Regions from separate parts of the Mus musculus genome. Here region 2 is linked to region 1. A link is a contact called in public HiChIP or PLAC-seq data. All regions are on one chromosome and are shown on one strand. The core of a region is the stretch at or near the end of the contact, and the rest is flanking DNA. Distances in the headings are between cores, read along the strand shown. Region 1 holds the start of H4c2 (H4 clustered histone 2). Region 2 overlaps Cmah (cytidine monophospho-N-acetylneuraminic acid hydroxylase).

The links. HiChIP or PLAC-seq counts read pairs in DNA pulled down with a chosen protein or histone mark.
Region 2: a contact with region 1 is called in an H3K4me3 HiChIP or PLAC-seq map of the 230-238 cell line, with 3 times the contacts expected there. The contact joins the enhancer-like site here to the promoter of H4c2 in region 1. A contact is called at or near these places in 5 of 39 promoter capture datasets (the C10 cell line, cranial neural crest, hippocampal neurons and 1 more), 4 of 484 Hi-C or Micro-C datasets (CD4 T cells, CD8 T cells, large pre-B cells and 1 more) and 4 of 115 datasets of contacts at active chromatin or transcription factors (the 230-238 cell line, bone marrow-derived macrophages, large pre-B cells and 1 more).

The regions. Positions count from the first base shown.
Region 1 is chr13:23,753,791-23,760,616 of GRCm38.p6, reverse strand. It overlaps H4c2 (H4 clustered histone 2), which reads right to left and starts at 3,680. Exons shown (of 1, transcript NM_178193.2): 1 at 3,231-3,680. The coding sequence starts at 3,596. The coding sequence ends at 3,285.
Region 2 is chr13:24,399,453-24,406,278 of GRCm38.p6, reverse strand. The region is part of intron 2 of Cmah (cytidine monophospho-N-acetylneuraminic acid hydroxylase); the gene reads right to left. Among named protein-coding and RNA genes, the nearest start is that of Gm11342, 27 kb to the right of the region's middle. Within about 2 kb of position 3,023, at least 35 of the 459 cell types and tissues checked have an H3K27ac peak or open chromatin away from gene starts, as enhancers often do. A contact at or near this core is called in the 230-238 cell line, CD8 T cells, bone marrow-derived macrophages and 2 more, where this site is marked.

The DNA of each region.
Region 1 (6,826 bases), core at 2,431-4,930:
TGAGGAAAGCCTGAGTGAGGGATAGGAAAGCAGTTAAGCATGGTTCTCATCTAACCACATTAAAAACGTCTGTAAGTCCGGGCGGGGTTCAAGTAAAGTCCATGTAAGGCAGAACTAAACATTCCTCATAATTCTCAACCATTTGCCCTGAGATGTGGCCTTTTTGCCAACAATGCAATGGCAAAAATTGTTTTTTGTTTTGTTTTGTTTCTCTTTCTCAGAACAGGCAGAGTCCCAGCGGATTCATGTCTTAACATGGTGATTACACAACTAAGATAAATGGCATTGTATTTGAGAACTCTAATGCCGTGTAAGTATAGTAGCTTCCATTTCATGACCCCCTTTACAGCTTCACCCCGTGGCCAAGGTTGGTAAAGGCAGGGGTGTTCTTGGAATAGCTTCCTGTAGTCTGATTTTTGTTAATGTGATTGGCCAGTGTAGGCAGATTGAGGAAAGCTGCTACAATTTTGGGGTGAAGCAGTGACAGTTTGAGAGCACAGGTGAAGGGGATGTGAGCTCACTTTGTGACTGAAAATAGGAAAATAACTTTTCCTGCAATGAATGGCCTAGACAACTTGATCCTTCACCCAAGTTCTAGCATTACTGTTTACCACCACACCCAGCTTGCTGGCACTTTTTTGCCTTCCTCCTCCATCTTCATCTTCTTGTGGTTTTGTTGTCTATGTATTTTTTCTTTCGATTGTCTTTATTTTAGTCATCATTTAAAAAGGAGAGTTTTGAACCTCATCCTGTCGCTATTAGCTAGGTCTAAGTATCTCTCCTTGATTTGGGAATTCCTGTTTTCCAACCGTGAATTTCTGGTAGAAAAATGAACTATTCAGCATAGCTTCATCTTAAACTAATGCATATAATTCATGGATAATACATCCTGGAAAGTTTCAGGAGGAGAGCAGACAGAAGAACAAGAAAATGTGATCTCTCTTGATGGTGATTGATCATTTTATCCCTCCTCTAAATTCCTTTGGGAGGTATTTCTTTGCTATTAGGTAATGTGCCAGCCGCTCCCTGAGGCCAGCAGAAAACAATGGATTCTCATGAGCAGTAAATGTCATGTAGATGCAGATCTTGGATCGCAGTAATCACGTGGGCCTTTAAGGTGGCTTGGCCTTTTTCCAAAATATTCCTAACATATATATCTCCTTGGTGGACCTCTACTGTGGATAGGAACCTCTCACTTTTCCTTACATTACCAATTGTCATTCCTAATTGAGGAATTAATTATGGCAGCACCATAGTGTGGCTTTTGCCTGGGGATGTGCATAAAATGATTCATGATGTATATTCACTTTAAAAACCCTTCATATAGGTCATGAATTTAAGATGAGACTGGGCTACATAGTAAGTTCCAGGCTAACATGATTTATATACCAAGACAAAAGAACTCAGTGACATGATTTATCTGATAAAGTTGCTGCCAAGCTTGAAGACCTGAATTTAAGCTCTTGGAGCTAGAAGGAGAGACTCAATTTTCCTAAGTTATCCTCTGATACCCACACGTATGCTTTCGTATGTGTACACTAACACACACACAAGATCACAAAATAATTTTTTAAATGTAAAATTTAAAAGATAAAAGAAGAGTGAACAGATGGTTCGGTGGTTAAGAGCACTGGCTGCTCTTCCAGAGGACCTACATTTGATTCCTAGCACCCGCACCCGCACCCGCACCCACATGGTGTCTCAAAATCTCTTGTAACTGCAGTCCCAGGAGTCCCAGTTCCCACTGCTGGTCTCTGAGTACCAATCATAAAAGAGGCACAGAAATACATGTAGGCAAACCATCTAAAACAATAATATTAAAAAAAGTCAAGTATAACTAGTAAAATGTCATGGAACACTCCCAAAGCAAACTACAGTACTTGGAAGAATCTGAATTTGTGTTCCTAGGCCATGAGCATTCATATTTAGCTCTCAAGTAAAACATCTCTTAATTCTATTTGAAATGAGAACTGTGTTTTTTAAGGCAGCACTATTTATTGTGACTAGTATGGTAACTCAGAATTACTTGAGCAAAATTCTAATTCTGCTGGGATGTTGAGTGGCAAGAAGCAGACACTGTTATAGATTTTGACACTGCAGCAAGATGGTTGGTTCTAGCATCTCAAGCAGGCCATGGAGTTATATTTGAACATAAACTATTTTACAGTACCTATGCGTTATAGCAGGAAGAAAAGTGTTTTAACAAAGAGGCTACAGAAAAGAGAGTTAATCACAAATGCCTGAATAGTTCTACCCTGTGCTATTAACAACAATTGTGTATTTTTTTTAGTGTTCCATTGTTAACAAGATGCAGTTCTAGGGCTGATGAAAGGGTCCAAGAACTAAGAGTATATAACACATACTGGCATATACTATCATTTCTGAGTCTCTGAATGGCACAGAACATATGCTGACTTCTGCATCCATTTCTGGAGTACTGGGATGACAGCTGTTGGTCAGTGTGTAGTGTGTTGGCTAAAACTTCGTTTTGGATGTAAATCAGTTTGTTTCTTCACGCTACAAATGTTACACTACATTGTGTTTTATGCCATTAATCTCATTTAGTTTCACTATTTAGTCGACTGTCAAAATTCATGGGAACAGAATTAAAGACCCATACCACTATATGAAAATGTTGAAGCCCTGTACATGGTGTCAGTGGTATATACAAAATAACCTGTATTACACATCCTTACATTTTATATTATCCTGGCATTACCTGTAGTAATTAATACGATGTAGATTTTATGTCAATATTTGTTTTAATGAACTGTTTGAAAGGGCTGGTCAAGAAAACATCATGTGTATCAAAGCTTCACTCTTTACTCAATTGTTTTTACCTCCAGGACCCGATGAGCCTGTTTCTTTAGTAAATTCTCATCTGGATGGTTACCTTTGTTCACCTACCCAAGGTTATTTTCAGGCGGTGGTAATGAGTCGTTGAACCTAGAGGTTCTAACACCTTTCCCCAAAATTCCAGGTTTTCAAGACTGTTTAACCGTCCTTGAACCAATCCTGAGAAAAGAGCCTTGAAGTGTCCTACTTTTAACAATTTGTACAAGGTGAGGCTGTACTTTGTGCACAAATTCAGCCTGGAGGGGTGGGGGTGGGGAATCTCAACTATGCTGACTATCCACAGCCTGAGTTAAAGCTGAAGCTATTAGTGAGGGCCGCTGCCAGTGTGGGGGAAGGGTGAGGGAGCAAAATGCACAGCTTTTTAAGGAATTCAGTGAGTGGTCCTGAAAAGGACCTTTTGTAACAGTTAAGAAAATCGCTTTAGTCCCTTAACCCCCGAATCCGTAGAGGGTGCGGCCCTGGCGCTTGAGCGCGTAGACCACGTCCATGGCGGTGACGGTCTTGCGCTTGGCGTGCTCCGTGTAGGTGACGGCGTCGCGGATCACGTTCTCCAGGAACACCTTCAGCACACCGCGGGTCTCCTCGTAGATGAGGCCGGAGATGCGCTTCACTCCCCCGCGCCGGGCCAGGCGGCGGATGGCGGGCTTGGTGATGCCCTGGATGTTGTCGCGCAGCACTTTGCGATGGCGCTTAGCGCCACCTTTGCCCAGGCCTTTTCCTCCCTTGCCGCGACCAGACATAGTTAAATTCTTACAAGCTTTCAGTAGGAAGCTGGTGAACTAAGAATTCGCTGTGTTATTATAGGCTCTTATCGGACCTGGTTGAGAACTTCAAGTGGGCGGGGACCAAAGGCTTCTTTTGCTCAGCCCATTTCAGGGCGGTGACTCTGGAGTACTGTATAGGGCACATGCAGACATGGAGTCTCTCAGGTTTCCCCAGATTTGAGTATACTGCTTTTATTATATGTTATATTGTTCTATAAGGATTTTAGCAAGGAGTTACATTTTTATGGACCAGTACCTGGAGGATTAAAACAAATACCCCTGTAAAGTATTTAGGTTTAAAACATCTTTTTAAAAAATTCAACAGGTGCCAAAAGACCATGTGATTATTGTTTCTTAAAACCTAAAAATTCAAATGTGAAAGATACTTTTAAAAATAAATTACAAGAGAATTTTTTTAATAGAAATTGAAATAGAATCGGTATAAGTAGAATTTATTAAAATTCTACTTGTCAACATAGGTCAAGCCCCTTTGCCTAGTCATATAGATGCACTTGGCTATTCCCTGTCTGGAATCCATTCATTGCTGGTTTGGATTGCTATATTTTTTATTAGAGCGGGAAAACTGCATGATGCTTGTATTCTATTTTGCCACCCCTACACAGTGTATGCTCTCGTTCAAAGTAATGAATTCAGAGATATTGGAACTGGTCATTTTCCTGTTCCCCCTTTATACTTATAAAACTTGTCTGATAATGGTGCCCACAGTTTGTTTGCTTGGGTACTACATTAGAAGAGATTGTTTCAAAGAAGTACTACATAAATATTTTTACCTGTTACTATTTGTGCTGGATAGTTTTATTCCAACTTGACACAAACTAGAGCCATCATACAGGAGGAACCTCATTTGAAAAAATTCCTCCATAAAATGAATCTGTAGACAAATCAGTAGAGGATTTCTTAATTAGTGCCTTATGAGGGAAGGGTCCTGCACATTGTAGGTGGTGCGGTTCCTGGGCTGGTGGGCCTGTGTTCTACAGGAAAACAGGCTGGGGGGAGGGTCAACATAGAGCAAGTCTGTAAGCAGCACCTTTCCATGGCCTTTGCAACCAGCTCCTGCCTCCAGGTTCCTTCCCTGATTGATTTCCTATTCCTCACCTCCTTCAGTGATGAACAGTGATGCAGAACTGTAAGCCTAATAAACCCTTTCCTGCCTGAGTTGCTTTTGATAGTAGTGTTTTATCACAGCAATAGAAACCCCAAATAAACACTATTTTAATACTCTTCCTAGAAGTATTTCCTTATCAGGTTATTATTTCCAACACACTATCAGTATCACCAAATGTGTATAAGGATTACATTTTATTACAGCATGTAATGAAGTATAGTGACAGATCTTGTTTTGTATTTCATGGGTGAAGATTTAAGAACTGTTGGTCCATTTCCCAAGGTGAATTAACAATCACAATGCAGCCATGCTACAGCTCAGTTTATGAATTTCCATTCACTTATTTTGCATATGTTTAATTTTACTAAGACACTCTGAATACTCGGAAGTTGCCTCTCCCAGTCAACACTGTAAGGCCCACTGCTAACTTCTGTCTTTCTGTGCTCTTTTTCTTTCCATTTTCTATTTCTAGTCCATCTTCTCCTTCTTCCTCCTCCTCCTCCCCCCACTTCTTTTCCTCCTCCTCCCACTTCTCTTCCCCTTCTTCCTTTTTCCCTGAAAGATCCTTGCTATGTAACCCTAGATGGAAGTTGCAATTCTCTGGCCTCAGTCTCCTCAGCTAAGTAGCAGGTTTGTGCCACTGTGTATGATTTTTATTGTTAAAACTTGTAATCTAAACAGCAGATCTTAAAACTTGACTTCCAAGTTGTCTTTAAGAGCCTTGAACTTTCATACAAATATCCATAACAAAACTGTTTTCTTCAAGAGTACTAGCTGTAAACATTATCATGTGCCTGATATCATTCTGTGTGCAGTTCCTGGAGGATAGAAATCATGTTTACTATAGATCTCAAATGCATACTATCTGTTTAATTACATATATATAGCAAGGTAAAACTTCACAGTTAGACCCTCCACCTGGGCTTTAGGATGGATTTGGCAAAAACATATTTTTTTTTATATAACTTACAAGTTATATAATACAAAGCTATAAGTTACCATAAAGAAAGACCCAATTTTTTAAAAAAGTGTTTTTATTCCAAGTGGAGTGCAGAGAGGAAGGTATAGTAGAACACTAAAGGAAGATCAATATTATTTTAGCAAAATTTGAAAATCAGTTTATTTGTGTTTTGTTTTTGTTTTTCCTGCTCTATAGAGAGAATAGGGGGATATTAGACCATACTACTTCCTAAGAACAAAAACAACAACAAATCCTTAAAAGATTTTTAAGTACATGGTGATAATTTATAAACTGAGCAGAGTCTATGCAATTAAGTGATGCTAAGTAAGATGTAATTTCAGAAGCTTGTTTGAGTTATTTAAAATTTTTATTAAAAAACAATATATAGCTCAGAAAAATTGAAACTATGCATTGGAATATATTCTAATGATAATCATAAAAGATAGATGGTGTAGATTCCAATTTCAAATGGAAAAAAAGATTCATCTGAGATGGCCTAGTAGGCACTTATGATAGAATCTGAGCCTGTGCAAGCTTCCCACACAGTGACTACTATCTGCTGCTGCAGACTATCCACTACTGAGGTCTCTCAAAGAAGATGCACGATTTTATTATTTATTAAGATATTATTATATTTGTTATATTATGAAATTCTATTAAATCTTCAAATAAATGACTGAATGTAGAATCCAGGTTTTAAATGCATGCTTCTAGTAAGGACAATGAGGCAAGAAGAGCCAGACCCTTGAAGACTGCTCATCTGATTCTTACAGAAAAATAGCAAGTTTGCTGCCTTTCAGCAAACTGTACCTAAAACACTACTTTGTTACAGAGGAGAGTAATATATATATAATTTATTCATAACAGCTAAGCAGGGGACATGAATGCCAGCACAGCAAAAACCAAATGTTTAGATATTGGGCATTCAAGGGACATCATGACCATAAGACACCATATGTGGATGACATATCGTTGCCAGGCAGAGCTATCTACAGCAGCCTCTAGGAAATCAAATACCTAGACATATACCTTTTCTTCCTTTTTGTTTGGTTTGGTTTGTTTAATAGGTAAGCTAAGCAAGTGTGATACCTTTTGACCTGGACCCCAGTCTCTTCTAAT
Region 2 (6,826 bases), core at 1,774-4,273, 650 kb before region 1:
ATAGTATGGCAAAGGAAACTGATTTCAATTCAGACTGTCATTGTATGGCAGCAGCCTCTCAGTTTGTACTAACTCATTTCTTAAGTGCCACTTCCCATGGGCCAAGCATATTCAAACTATCCCATCTTCCAAACCCAGAAGGGTCTTCTGGTGGCCATCAACATGCTTAGCTTTAATGTACCCTTCAAGCTTCTCAGGGTCACATATCTTATGAGTATCCCTTTAGTACCCAGGGATTTCTATTTGGTCTATATATCTAGTCCGTAAAATCACAAGTCTAAAGCTCTTCTGGATAGATATTCAATATCAATGCGACCAGATTTGCCTTTGGACATGTGATTTAACTAAGAAGGGAAGATACCCTGAATATGCCCTATGATTTGGGTCCCAGGGTGAATAAAAAGAAACCAATAAGAAACTGAACTGATGGGGGACTTTTGGGATAGCATTGGAAATGTAATTGAGGAAAATATGTAATAAAAAAATTTAAATAAAATAATAAGATAAGATAAAATAAAATAAAATAAAAAAAGAAACTGAGCTGAGCTCTGTCATTCATGTCTCATCTGCTTACTGACTGTGGGCCTGAAGTTTAGGAAAGGTGAGAGGAGCAGAGATAAAGATATTATTAAAGGTATGATTTTCTAGGTGGGAGGTAGTAGTACCCAGCAATTGCCAACAGTTGTTCAGTTGTTGAAAATAAACAACTCTGTATATGTGTGTGCTTGTGTGTGTGTGTGTGTGTGTGTGTGTGTGTGTGTGTGTTATCCGTAGATTCAAGGGGAGCTGGGAGGGGGCTGGTGACATGACCCAATTCCAGAGCTTAGGTGGGGTAGTGAAAAGCTACATGCAACATCTCCCATAGGATGTTCTGCTTGTTAACTCTGGGCTTCTGCTACCCAACTCCAGATAAAAACATAGTCTCTCCAGGAGCTCCTGTAGTACCAGAAACTTATCCCAAGGGAGAATGCTTCTTGGGGCCTGCCACTGGGTTTCTAGATGGATTTTTGAAGATGTTCCAAGCCTTCTACTAAGAAATCTCCCCTAGACTGATGGACAGTGCTGGACAGAGTTGGTGAACAAGACTGATGACAGAGTACCTAAGGACTGGGTAGATTAGAATGGCATGCCGTGGCTAACTAAAAGTGTAAAAATTGCATCTTAACCTTAAAGTCTTGGGGCTGGAAAACCTCCTCACAGGTTGGTGTGGTTAGAGAGAGTTTGTATCTGGGAGGAGAGGGTAATCATAGAGACCTATCAAGAAAAAGCTTCAGACGAGGTCTAAGAGAGTGAACAAATTCTCCGTTCTGGTTGCCCGCAAAAGGACTCACTTAAATCTGTTATCAAAATATGATTTTTTAAATTTAGATGTTTTGCTTTTTAAAGAATTTTATACATGAGTACTATATTTACATTATTTCTACCTCTCCTTCTGCCCCCTCCAAGTTCTCCCTTACTTCTCCTTACTCCCTCCCAAATTCATGATCCTTGTTTATTATTGTTACATAGACAGATATAGATTATACACCCAATATATACACGTATTTAGGGCTGACCACTTCAGATTAGAAAACCTATCAGGGAGATCATCCCTGGAGAGATAAATTCTTCTGCTCTCTGCAGCCACTATTGCCTGTAGTTCTTCTCCTAGGGGTGGAGCCCTGGGAAATTCCATATCTGTGCTAGCATGTCACCTGGTGCTGTCCTTATGCAAGTCTTCATTAGACAACCATATTGATAAGATTTCATAGATACCACTTCTCGATCTTGTCAAGGAGATCTTGCTGCAAGTGTCCTGGACCTCTGGCTCTTGCAATCTTTCTGCCTGCTCCTTCCATGATGTTCTCTAAGCCGTAGTTATCAGGTTTGCATTGTAGATGCACAGATTGGGATGGGCATCTTAGTACCATTTATTCTTTGCCTTTTGACCAACTTGCAGATCTCCATAATAGTCTCCATCTGCTACTAAAAAGAAGCTACTCTGATTAGGCAGGAGAGCTATACTTAACCTGTAACTTTCATGATTTTTTTTTTTAATGGAGAAGATGTATATTTTGTTTCTTCTTGTTCTGCAAGCCTCTTGCTTTGCATAAAAGAGCAGCAGCCAGTGCAACATATTGTGAGCTTAAGGCAGTAGTCCTTCATATCACACTGTATAGCATACAATTTATTCCACTCCCAGACATTTTCTTTTTTTTAAAAAAAGATTTATTTATATGAGTACACTGTCACTGTCTTCAGACACACCAGAAGAGGGCATCAGATCCCATTACAGATGGTTGTGAGCCACCATGTGGTTGCTGGGAATTGAACTCAGGACCTCTGGCAGAGCAGTCAGTGCTCTTAACCCCTGAGCCATCTCTCCAGCCCAACCCAGACATTTTCAATGGGAAGATTGTTAAGTCTTTTGACATAAACCCAGGGGTAGACATAGACAAGTTACAATATTATATGTGTTGGGAGCAGCCTTTAATCCTAGAACTTAGGAGGTAGGGGCATATGGGTTTCTATAAATTCAAGGCTCTTTCTCAAACAAAAGCAAAAAACCTAACAAAACAAAACACCCCAAATTATGTGAGACTTATAATAACATTGCTATCCCAAAATACAGAATTCTTAGAAGCACTTTTTACTGTAGATAATACCTTGAATTCTGAATAACAAAGCCTAGTCCCTGGTCCAAAGACTGAGTCTAAGGCATGATCAAAAGAGAAGTGCATAATGTTTACCTGCACCCATTAGGAAGTTTGTTGGCACAACACACACACACACACACACACACATACACACACACACACACACACACACACGTATATATTGCTATTTCATTGAATTCTTCTATCTACCACTCTTTCAATCCTTATTACACTCTAACCCTTTCAACCCCACAGCACTGGGTAGGTCAGGCATGGATCTCCTTAGGCTGCTTCCTGCTAATTAGAGGCATCTGGTCTCTAGGGGCAAGACAGAGATCTTCCTTGTCAGAATATCAATGTCCAGAAACCCAACAATGGTAAACCAGCAATCTATTAAAAGCAACAGCAGGAAGCAGCAGCCACCACAGGCCCTTGGGGCTCTTCTGTTTATACCTTCTCCAGAGTCCTCAGAATTTAACTATCTGCAACTGGCAAGAATCATGCCCCTGGTAGTGCAAGAGGAAAGTCATAATCACCTGCTGTGACACAGCCTCTTATTCCACACCTGGGATTAAAACAAAAACATATTCACATAGCATAACTGAGTCTTTAAAGAAACCAGAATTCTCATTACAGAAGCTGTTTTTTTTTCCTAGCAATACTATTGAGAGGAGGTTACACACACACACACACACACACACACACACACATACACACACACATACACACAGAGAGAGAGAGAGAGAGAGAGAGAGAGGAGGGGAGGAAGGGAGGAAGGGAGGGAGGGGGAGGAACAGGGATGGGGAGGGGGAGAGGAGGAGGGAAAGAGAGGGGGGAGGAAGAGGAGGAGGGGGAGAAAGAGAGGGGAATGATAAAGATCATTTAGCCTGTCTATCCACTACTATTTGAAGGCAAGCATGCTGGAGCAAGTTACTTCACCCCATATATTTGAGGGTAGCATAGAAACTCCCCAATGGATTTTACACGTGCTCCCTTCAGCAATGAGTCAAGGGCCTCATGGCATCATCTTGATCATCTGACATAACAGATGCTCTGCAAACACTTCATTAACTACAGTTACTTCTCCCAGCAGAGGAGCATTCACTGGAAGCATTCACACTCTCTGAGCAGTAAACTCAACTTGCTTTTCAATGTGTCCCAACTTCGGGCAGACTATGTAAGCATCTTCCAGTGACTGCTGTACAACGTTGCTGCTTCCCACCCACTATTACAATAACATTTTCTGTTGTCATCTGTTCATGGCCACCCTGAGCTTTGCAGTGAGAAGACAGCACACCTGATGTGCAAGGTAACAGAGTTCTGTGCCCAGGGCCACCAGGAGTGTGGCAGGGCCAGCACCAGGACAGTCAGGCAGCAGTCAATGTCCACTCGCTTCTTGCTACCCACACAGACAGCAACAGGATCATAGGGGTTCTGTCACTTAGCTGTGCCACTGCTACCAAAATAGGACCTTTGACATTTAACCGACCATTTCAAAAATTAATTGCATGAGACACCTTGGTGGTACACTGTAGCCTCCCCTCCCCCAGCTTTAGGGTTCCTCTGTTTACACCTGGATGGAGCTTGCCTGCTCAATCGTTCTGCCACGCCCACTGCTGGAACCTGCCGCTTTGCTGTTTGGAGCCATCCACGTGGTCACCCTGCTACTGGTCCCCCAGACTATTTGGCGGGAATCGGCCCCCCCTTCCTCTCCTACATAACTGCGTGCTGATTTAGTAAAATTGAGCTTTGATCAGAGTTGCTTTTGACTTGGCTCCGTTCTTTCTTCTGTCCGTCTAGTTCCTCTCTTTCAGCCCGAGCTGCCATCTCAGTTGAACCGTTCGTTTCGAGCTGCTGGTTGGCCGCAACAGTACACGCCTTTAATCCCAGTACTATCTAACTGCAAAAGAAACTCACTGAAGTATCTAGAACATGCCCCAGATTTTGGGTTTTGTTTTTTTTTTTTTTTTTTTTTTGCCACATTGGACTTTTAAAGCCTTCTCAATGATATTTACATTATGCTCTGATATTTTAGATGTACATACTATTATTTTCTTTTGCAAAAAGACCTATGTTTGAAGGAATACATTTGCGATTAAAGATTGATTGCCTAGGTCCCTGAAGGAAGCAGTCACATCGCCACGGGTTTAACTTTCTGAAAATTAGCAAATGATGATTCTAAGTGAAGCTATGAAATCTTGGGGCTTTGACTATTCTTATGTATGTGTACAGGTACGTATCGTATATCATATCTGCCTGTGTGCTTATGATTGCATATTGTTTGTATAGTTCCAAATTAGCTTATAGATAAATCAGCACCCACTAAAGTGTAAATTTAGCACAAATGCCCTTTAATTCACATGATTTAAATATATGTGTGTTTATACAATTTTCCAATTTATTTCTATTTTATATTTTATATATAAATTTTTATTTCTGGTTTTATTGAGACAGGGTCTCTCTAGGTATCACTGACTGTTCCTTAGAGATTTACCTGTTTGGGATCAAAGCTACCATTCTTAGCTATGTGAGCATAGTTTTGGAAATATGATAATTTAAGTTTGTTGCTGAAAGAAAAGTAAAGATTTTTTTTAGTTGCCAACTAGAGAGACCTTTCAACAGTTAGATGTGACAGTTAGATGTGACTCCTGCTCTTCCAGATGACCTGAGTTTTGTTCCCAGCTCTCACCTCTGGTAGCTCACAATGGCTGTAACTCCAGGTGATTGTACCCCTTTTTCTGGCCTCTTTGGGCACCTATACACTATGTGTAGTGTACATATTCCCAACCCCGCACCCTGCCTACTGTCAGATCAAACATCGAAGGGACCCATGATAAACAATGCCTTGGGGGACTGTGAGAAAAGCTCCAGGAAAAAAGGGAGATGGCCTTTTACCTCAGGTGCATTTTGTCCCCTGGATTGTCCTTGAACATGATTTTGTGCCTCCTGTGACAAGCATTTACATTTACTGTATAAGAGAGGTTCATTCTTGTTAAATATGAGAACATAGCTATAGAACCCAATCTGGTCAGTGTACTCTGAATCCGGATATGGCCTTCTGCCTTGCTTTCCCAGATTATACCTGGGAAGATACACACCAGGCAATTGTGTTTACATCAGTCTGTCCTGAGGCAGTTCTGGGAACGGGCTGCTCTGTTAATATTTAGTATGTGCTTTCTGGCATTTACTTACATATTTTTCTGATCATGTTTTTTTCTGGCCATGTTTTTCTGAACTCAACCTTCCTTGCATTATTGCTTTTTTTTTTTTTTTTTTTTTTTTTTTTTTTTTTTTTGCTACATTCATATATAGAAGTGTACTGAAATTGAAGTAAGTTTTTCTACACCATTAAACTACAATTTGCCCCGTTCTTTCAGCATCTTGAATCCTGGGTCTTGAAGACACAGTTCTGAATAGGCCATCAAAAGTTGATACCATGCTCATAATTGTTTTATTGATAACAACTGTTTTGCCTAGGCTAGCAGTCAATCCGGATCATACTTATCTGTTTCATACTTAACAGTGGAATAGCCAGTGTTTTCTGCTTCAGGAACAGCAAGCTCTAAGGGCTTATACTGGTAAAATAAATAAATAGATAGATAGATAGATAGATAGATAGATAGATAGATAGATAGATAGATAGATAGATAGATAAAGTCTTGACTGTTACATGATGATATCTTGGGAGGCCTACAAGTAATTATAAAGAGTAAATACATTAAGTAAATTTAAATAAAATGTGTTTTTAAATGCATTCTTCCTGTAACTTAAAAACCTAAACGGTTTTATGATAAACTAGTGTGTCCTGTCCCAAATAATCTTGTCTTGTTTCAAGTTGCCAATTTAAATAATAATAATAATATAATTAAGCAACATAATTTGTTTTCTGAAAGGCCTGGTAGCATATATCCATAATCCCAGCACTCAGAAAGCAAAAGTAGGAAGTTTGTAGTTCAAGGCCAGCCTGAGACACTGTACACAAAATTACTTAAAAAAATCATAATAATTGTAAAAAAAAAAAAAAAGGCCAGTTAGTGATAGAGAATGAATCTTTTGCTAGGAAAAACTAAAGAGGAAATAAAGATACATTTTTGTGGTACTAGATGTTGAACTGAGGGCTCCGTGTGCTGGTAAGTCCTCTGCCACTGTTGATTTTTTACTTTTAGTATTGATATAGGAGCTCAAGCGGT